2 separate regions of the Macaca mulatta genome follow, and region 2 is linked to region 1. Evidence: chromatin contacts called from public Hi-C data. All regions are on one chromosome and are shown on one strand. The core of a region is the stretch at or near the end of the contact, and the rest is flanking DNA. Distances in the headings are between cores, read along the strand shown.

Region 1 (3,950 bases), core at 650-3,149:
CTTCACCTCAAGGTGCAGTTCAGGGCTCCACTGCTAACTAGTTGGGTGACTGTGGGTAAATATCATCTCTTTTCTGGGCCTGCTTCCCCATTTAAAGGGGAAACAGTCCTTAACGAAGTTTTCTATCCCTGAGTCTCTTCTTGAGATTTCTCAGATGGGTCCTTTCTGCTACTATGTGGCATCCCAAATAGATACTCTCCCAGGTCCCCACCCCCATGAATTCAATTTTGCTCCACCTGGGTTACCATAGCATTGTCAAAGTTACACCCAGCTTCTCAGGTCCTGCACTGATAGGATGGTCACAGAGCAGAAAAACTGCTGTCTTTGGTCCTTGAGCATCTTCAAAGTCTCCTTGGTCAGCTATGCAAGTCCCTCCCCTTCTTAGAGGGGCTTTGGGCAGGGGTTGCCCTTGTACCTCAGTTTCTGGGTTAATGACAAAAACATCTTAGCTGTGCAAAGCAGCTTTTTCCCCATCCCCCTACCTCTCTCCTCCCCCCTCCCTCCTCTACGCCCCCTCCCTGTCCCTTGGAAAAAAAAAATCAATTCTGAGTCACCAAACCCGTCTGACTCCATTTCCGGTTCTCAATGCACCCAGACCCTGACAATGGCCCCATCCTTGCCCACCCAGCATGGGGCAGTCCCAGGGTGGCCTGGGCTCCCGCTTAGGTCTGATCTCTGATGCTCATTAACAGATATGCTCCTTTCTAGGATGAGAAGATTGTTGACAATCTTATATAATATCCAGATTATGAGGGGTGGTGGGTTAGGCACGCAAGAGACAAGGGGCAGCTCCCACTCTTAAGTCCGTGAAATGCAAGTGCGGGGAATGATGGACAGAACAAAACTGGGAGTCGGATGTCTCAGAGGAGAACAAGTGTCATTAGAGACCCCTCCATGCAGTCTCCTCCTCCACCTCTTCTCACTTGCAAACTTCTTCAGGGGCGTGATGCCTGCTGTCACCCCGAAAGGCCACGAGGCCAGGTGCTCCCTGGGGCCCAGAAGACAAAGATCAGAAGAAGGGGCTGTAGGCCCGCTCACTAAGACACTCAGGGGCCTAGAGAAGGTGAGAGTCAGAGGAGAGAGCCAAGAGGCAGGGCAAGAGGCCTGGGAAAGGACAGTGGGTTAGAGGCATGGATGGATGGACCGAAGGATGGAGGGAGGGAGGGAGGATAGATGGATGGACGGACGAACTAACGCGGAGGGGGCGGGGGTCTAAAAGCACTGCAGCTGCAGGCAAATGCCGAAAAGGAGCAGGAGGTGTGGGGCAAAAGGCGAAGGAACAAGGAGGGTGAGGAAGGGGGCACAGAAGTGGGGTGCGTGGGAAACACGTGGAGAAGACTGTTGCGGACAGGGAAAGCCGGAGGCAGGTGCAGGAGGGGCGCGAGCTGGGGGGCAGCAGGCAAGGAGAAAGATAAAGGCAAGCCTATGTGGGGGGCAGGTATTGGGGACTGGCAGAGGCAGAGATGGGCAGGGTGGGCTGTAAGCGGTGAGCCGGCGCTAGGACCCGGAGGCGCGAAGGTGACGGAGCAGGCGGGCACTAGGACCCGGCGGGTCCTTTGTTTGGGGGGCCGGGGAGCCGGACGGCGGCTCCAGTCGGCGGCTCCCCTCAGCTGGCGGGGGCCCGGAAGGGGGGAGGGGAGATAGTGATGGGGTCCCCGGACTTTAGGATGGCTTCACTCACCGTCAGTCGCGGGCAGGTCGGCCCGCTCCACCCACGAGCTCCAGCTCTGTCCCGCGAAGTCATCGAGACTCGGCACCCGCCGCTCCAGAGCGGCCATTGCTGCCGCCGCGCGTTCACGCACCGCCATCACCGCCGCGGACGCGCGCCCGCCCTGGCGCCGCCGCCGCGCGGCCCCCTCCCCCTCGCCCCGTCGCGGGCACGCCTCCCCTCTCCCCCCCACCTGCCTTTCCAGCTCAGTCTTTGCGCAAGCGCAGCACAGGTTGCCTGTTCCCGGCCCCTCTCCCTCCCGCACAGCTTTCTGGGAAGTGTAGTCTTGGAGCGGATGCTATTGCCTACCGAGCTTGCAGCAAGAGTCCCTCCGAAATGCACAATTACAGGGGGAAAAAAGAAGACCAAAGCTCCAGGATCTCCTCTTCTAATCCTTATGCACACATTATTTGTGCTACCAGTCCACTCTCCCAAGCTCACTGCACCTCTCCCCAGCCCCAAACCTCTCTCAGCCCAGACACCCCTCTAAGCCATGCGTCCGCCAGCTGGCTGGCGCCCCTTCCCGGGCTGGCGGCCACGAAGCGACTCCGCTCCCCTGTAGATCGAATAGGGTAGGTGCAGGGAGGTGGGCGCTGTGAATCAGAAGGGCAAGGGGAGGGAGTCTGTAGGATGTGCTGAAGGACACCGGGGTGGTGTGGGGGAGGGCCTCGGCTCCCGTGTCGTGCCTCCTCTGTGGGAAACCCACACTGCCCTGATACAGAGCAGAGGGTTGGAGTGGCGTTGTCTGGATTTGAGAGGACCTGGCCAAGCTGACCAAAATCACCTGTCACGATGACAGAAGGCTGTCTCCGAGCCAGAGCCAGCCCTGGAACTGGGGTGGCCCCGAGGCGGCTGGTGTTTGCAGCATCTCTGCTGATCCGTCTCTCTTCTCCTGAGAACTGCGATCGATACCCTGTACCGCCTCTTCCCAAACCCTGGCTGGACCCTGACTCCATCCATCACTTGGCCTTCTTTTTCTAATGAATACTTTCTCTGCTGGAAGGGCTGCTTCTGAAGCCTCGGCATAGGGAGATTTCTCATCAGAGCTGTCATCTTCCTTGCTAAGGTCTGGAAAGTACCTTAATCATCCATTTATTTCATCTTCTCAGCTGATAACATTTCTTCCCACCCTCACACAATCAAGAGACAAAAGTCTGCCTCCTCCATTTCCCACCCAACCCCCCATCACATTAAAAAAGAAATACTAATCCTTTTTCCTCCTCAACGTCTCACACCTCACCCCCTACTCTTGACCCTTTAGCTAAGGGAAAAACAAGTTTGGGAGCAAGACCTTAGATTTTCTTCTTTTCATCCAGGGAAGGTATAAGTACTTCAAGAATAATCTCTGAGGGCAGGGAATCTCAACCTGAGACCCACAGATGATCCCTAGGGCATCCAGGAATCTGCTAAAAATTAAATGTTCAGTTGTACTCAAGTGTATTTTTCTAGGGGATGTAAATGTAGTGTGTGACTCTCTGAAGGGGGATAGAGGTACAAGTTTGTTCAACAAGAAGCTGATAGTTAAGAAAGCGAAGCATATGGCCCTTAACTCCTGACAGGAAGCGTGTTTGGGTCACAGATGGTAGGAGAGCAAATGGAAACAGCTTTGTGGAAGCCACTATCTCTCACCTTTTGAGTTTGCTCCAGAATTGCTAATGAGTCCCAGTTACTTTGGTCTAATTGGGTGCCACCAAAAGAGGAGATGTCACTAGACGAGAGCCTGCTAGAAATAACTGCTCTCCTCTCTGTACCCCAAGCAACAGAGTATGACTTTGTTGCTTGGGGTACAGAGTGGAAAGCACCTTGGTGAAAGTCCTGATATTTGACCAAGAACTTAAAGCAAGGGAGAGGAAGAAAAAATAAATCCCCAGAAGGACTCCAGTCTCAGATCCTTCATGGCAAGTACTTGCAGCACTGTTTATTCAAATGTATAATAACAAGCACCGGAAAACAACATGCAACATTCTCCCCCTACCCCTGATCTGCAATCCCAGAAGTAGGAGACTGATGGCCGTGAGAGTGATGGAAACTCATGTCCAGGAAAGGTCCTAGGTGGGCACCCTGGCGCTGGGTTAGAATCTAGTGGGACAAAGGGCAAGTGCCCTGCCCGTTAGCCTCCTACAGCAGCTGGAGAAACCAGACACCTTCTTCTACCTCAGGCCCCACTTTGCAAAGCAGCGATGCCAGCTCTGGTTGGAGAGAGCATGAGTCCGATGAGGCACTTGGCCCCGCCCAGCCCTCC
Region 2 (3,950 bases), core at 697-3,196, 58 kb after region 1:
TGGCTCACCGCAACCTCCGCCTCCCAGGTTCAAGCAACTCTCTGCCTCAGCCTCCCGAGTAGCTGGGATCACAGGCACCCACCACCATGCCCGGCTAATTTTTGTATTTTTAGTAGAGACAGGGTTTCACCATCTTGGCCAGGCTGGTCTTGAACTCCTGACCTCATGATCCACCCGCCTCGGCCTCCCAAAGTGCTGGGATTACGGGCGTGAGACCCCGCGCCTGGCCATAAAAGAACTTCTAAAGAGCAGCTGTAGTCAATTTACAACCAAGACTTTTCCATAGAACATAACTGATAAGGCGAAAACAAAACAAAAAAAAGCCTGTCAGAAAACTGACAAGAAAGCTAAAAATTACCATTCTTTTCTCAGAAATCTAACAGATCCCTGAGGATTGCTACTTGGAGTTTTTCCTCAGTTTTATTAGTGCTAAACATCTGATTGGCCAGGGATGACCAAACTAAATTCCTACTGAATCCATGAAGGAAGTCAGAAAATAACGGGTGGGGAAAACAGATGTTGGCTAATACTCAAAAGGCATATTTGTACATTTCCTAGACCTTTGAAATGCCTTGGTGACTTACAAACCTAATCTAGGACCAAGAATGAACTTTACTGGAAAGATACAGGCCTTCAGAGGTTAAGGACTCGACTAGTGGTATCACATTAATAACTGGAAATGAGATGCTGCCATTTCCCTTTCTAGCATAAATGACTTCTTTCCCCCGACTCCAGCTTTATTAAGGTGTAAGAGACAAATAGAAATTGTTCATGTTTATAGTATACAACGTGACGTTTTGATATACATATACACACACTGCGAATAATGAAGCTAATCAACATAATCCATCACCTCACATACTTTCCTGTGGTGAGAACATTTAAGGTGTACCCTCTTCACAATTTCAAGTACACAATACATGATTATTAACTATAGAACTCATCCACCTTGTCTGACTGAAACTTTGTATCATTTGACCAATATTTCCCTCTATTCCCCACCCCCGTGCCAAGAGTTCGTACTTGCCTTTCTTGAACAAATACTTCAATTATAGTGTTATTTCGAAGCTGTAAAGTTGCTCCTTAAGCAACTTATTGAAGGGAAGCAGGAAGCGTCGATAAAGAAAGCGCTCTTTTTTTTTTTTTTTTTCCGGATAGGTTTTGGCTGTTGCCCAGGTTGCAGTGCAATGGCACGATGTGGGCTCACAGAAAACACTTATTTTTTTTTAACAAATAACAGAAAAAGCAGTGAATATTTTGAAGTCGGATCCTGAACTCTAGGTTATTTAGGTCTGAAACCTGTACTAGGTGGAGGGGTGCAAGAAAGAGTTGATAAAATTACCTTAACCATATGGAAACTCGAAGACTTTCTTACATACTAACCCCTCGCCCCCTGCTTTTCTCAATAAACGAGCCAAACTGGCTGAAGCTAAGGGACTAGTCCGCGGCGCCGGCTCAGACCCACTGTAGCGGACCCGTTGCCGTCCAAAGTCCTGGAGCCTTCGACCCGGCAAGGAGAACACCGCGGAGGAACCCTAAGAGAGGGAACCCTGCGAAGAGAAAGTAGGTGGGGCCCTTGCAGGAAACCGGGCCAAAGTACTCTAGCTGGGATTACGGGAGCCGGCGAGGGACCTATTAAGTCAGGGTTCAGACAGCCCAGCTCTGCGTGCAAGCCCTTTCAATTGCCAGTCTTGGGGCGGGCTCACACCTTCTCTAAAAGGCTAACTCACTACACGCCTCGGGTTCCAATCGTCCCTAGCAACCACCCGAGATTTAAGGCGGAAGTACCTCACTGGTCCTCCTCCTCCGGACCAACCATGCCCTGGCGAGGAAGCGCGTTGGCCCAATCACCTCAGCGGGAACTACTATTAGCCAATAGGAAGCAGGCACAGGAAGGCGGGCTAAAGAGGTCGCGGTCGCACGCGCAGTTGGTCTTTGGTACTGTGGCGGTGTGGGTGAGTTGGGCGCCGGTGTAGTCGTGTTGGTCCTCAGAATCCCCGCGTAGCCGCTGCCTCCTCCTGCCCTCGCCATGTTTCTCACCCGGTCTGAGTACGACAGGTCCGTGCGGCTGGGGGACGTCGGGTGGGAATTACGGGTGGGCAGGCCCGGGACCTGGCCGGGCGGCCTGGGTTCTGCCGTGTCATGGGGCTCCCCAGGAACCCGAGATTGGCCGGACCTGGGGATCTCTTGCCTTCCTTAGGCGCCCGCCGTGGTTCCCCAAGGTAGACCACATCGGCGGCACTTGTCCTACCGCTGAGTCACCCCCTGGGTCCTAACTCAGTGCGGAAGCGAGAAGCTCCGACTTGTGCTTGGTAAAGAAGGCGTGAGGAGCCGGTGGTACTCCTAACTTGAACCCGGAGAGGGCCAAGGGTCACCCCTTGCCCCGTTCATCTTTTCGTGCCTAGTATGACTGCCTTAAACAAACAAACAAAAAGTTAAACGTGCCTCCTGGCAGAAAAAGCAACTGGTTTGTAGTAGGGCATGCTGCGATGTATAGTTTCTGCAGAAGCGCGAACGCAGTCGTAGCTTTGGCTGGATATATTGTCTGGAGTCTGATTTTATAGGAACTGGAATTTAGAGTGGTTTTCAAGAGATTTCTCATCATGCTGATTCCAACTGACCAAAATTTTTCTGACTTTTTAAAAGTTTAAAGCAAATTTTAAAAAACTTGTGGTGTGAAAATGTGCACAATATTAAGTTGTACATATTTATGCTGTAGACATTTTTACTTTCAGTTTCTGTTTTCATGAGTTAAGTTTTTACATAGCTACTAAGTTTTTTTTTTTTTTAAGTCAGGGAAGGCAGACATTTTCTTTGTACTGAGTGGTGTCAGAAGCTGCATTTCCTGTCAAGTATATGCTGATCCTGTCAAGTATATGCTGACCACTTGCAGTTACCACTTTTTCATCTTTTTTTACTGACTCATAGAAGATGTGTGTGAAGTTTTGACATATTTCCCCACTGTCCTACAAAGTGACTTTGTTGGTCGATATTTAACTTCCAGAACATTGAAGAGAATCATCCTCGGGTGACATATAATTTTGAGTTAGGGTGTGTATGATAGAAATTGTTATCCTTATCAGAAATCATTTATTAAATTTTGTGGCCATTTACTTAACATATGTATTGACTGCTTTGTTAATTATTTTTCTGTCTTCCCAAGACGGCCTAAAATACATCCCTTTTTATTCTCTTAGTTAATGTGCTTGAGTGCTTGCTGTGAACAAGGCACTGTTCTAGGTGCTGGTGCTACAGCAATGGACAAAATCAAGCTCCTTGCTCTCATATAGGAGACTCTTTTGAGACAAAGTCTCGCTCTGTCGCCCAGGCTGGAGTGCAGTGATGTGATCTTGGTTCACTGCAACCTCCGCCTCCCGGGTTTTGTTTGTTTGTTTGTTTTTGAGACGAGAGGGAGTCTTGCTCTGGCGCCAGGCTGCAGTGCAGTGACATGATCTTGGCTCACTGCAACCTCCGCCTCCCGGGTTCAAGCGATTCTCCTGCCTCAGTCTCCCAAGTAGCTGGGACTACAGACACGCACCACCACGCCCAGCTAATTTTTGTATTTTTAGTAGAGACGGGGTTTCACCATGTTGGCCAGGATGGTCTCGATCTCTTGACTTCGTGATCCACCCGCCTTGGCCTCCCAAAGTGCTGGGATTACAGGCATGAGCCACCGCACCTGGCCAGCCTCCTAGGTTTAAGCAATTCTCTGCTTCAGCGTCCTGAGTAGCTGGGATTACAGTCAGTGCCGCCATGCCCGGCTAATTTTTGTATTTTTAGTTGAGACTGGGTTTCCTCATCTTGGCCAGGGTAGTCTTGAACTCCTGACCTCGTGATCCACCTGTCTTGGCCTCCCAAAGTGCTAGGATTACAGGTGAGAGCCACCTCGCCCAGCCTGAGACTCTTAAAGAATTGTTTACAGGCACAGTGTCTCATGCCTGTAATTCCAG

The links. A called contact is a pair of places that touch in the nucleus more often than the background predicts.
Region 2: a Hi-C map of fetal cortex germinal zone shows a contact between it and region 1, with 1.8 times the contacts expected there. The contact joins the promoter of PSMA5 here to the promoter of ATXN7L2 in region 1. A contact is called at or near these places in 4 of 14 Hi-C or Micro-C datasets (CD4 T cells, fetal cortex germinal zone, fibroblasts and 1 more).

Annotation. Positions count from the first base shown.
Region 1 is chr1:130,719,892-130,723,841 of T2T-MMU8v2.0, forward strand. ATXN7L2 (ataxin 7 like 2) reads right to left here and starts at 1,900. Exons shown (of 12, transcript XM_015147731.3): 1 at 1,682-1,900. The coding sequence starts at 1,808. It overlaps SYPL2 (synaptophysin like 2), which reads right to left. Exons shown (of 6, transcript XM_001090749.5): 6 at 3,605-3,950.
Region 2 is chr1:130,777,741-130,781,690 of T2T-MMU8v2.0, forward strand. It overlaps PSMA5 (proteasome 20S subunit alpha 5), which reads left to right and starts at 1,947. Exons shown (of 9, transcript NM_001260609.2): 1 at 1,947-2,058. The coding sequence starts at 2,030.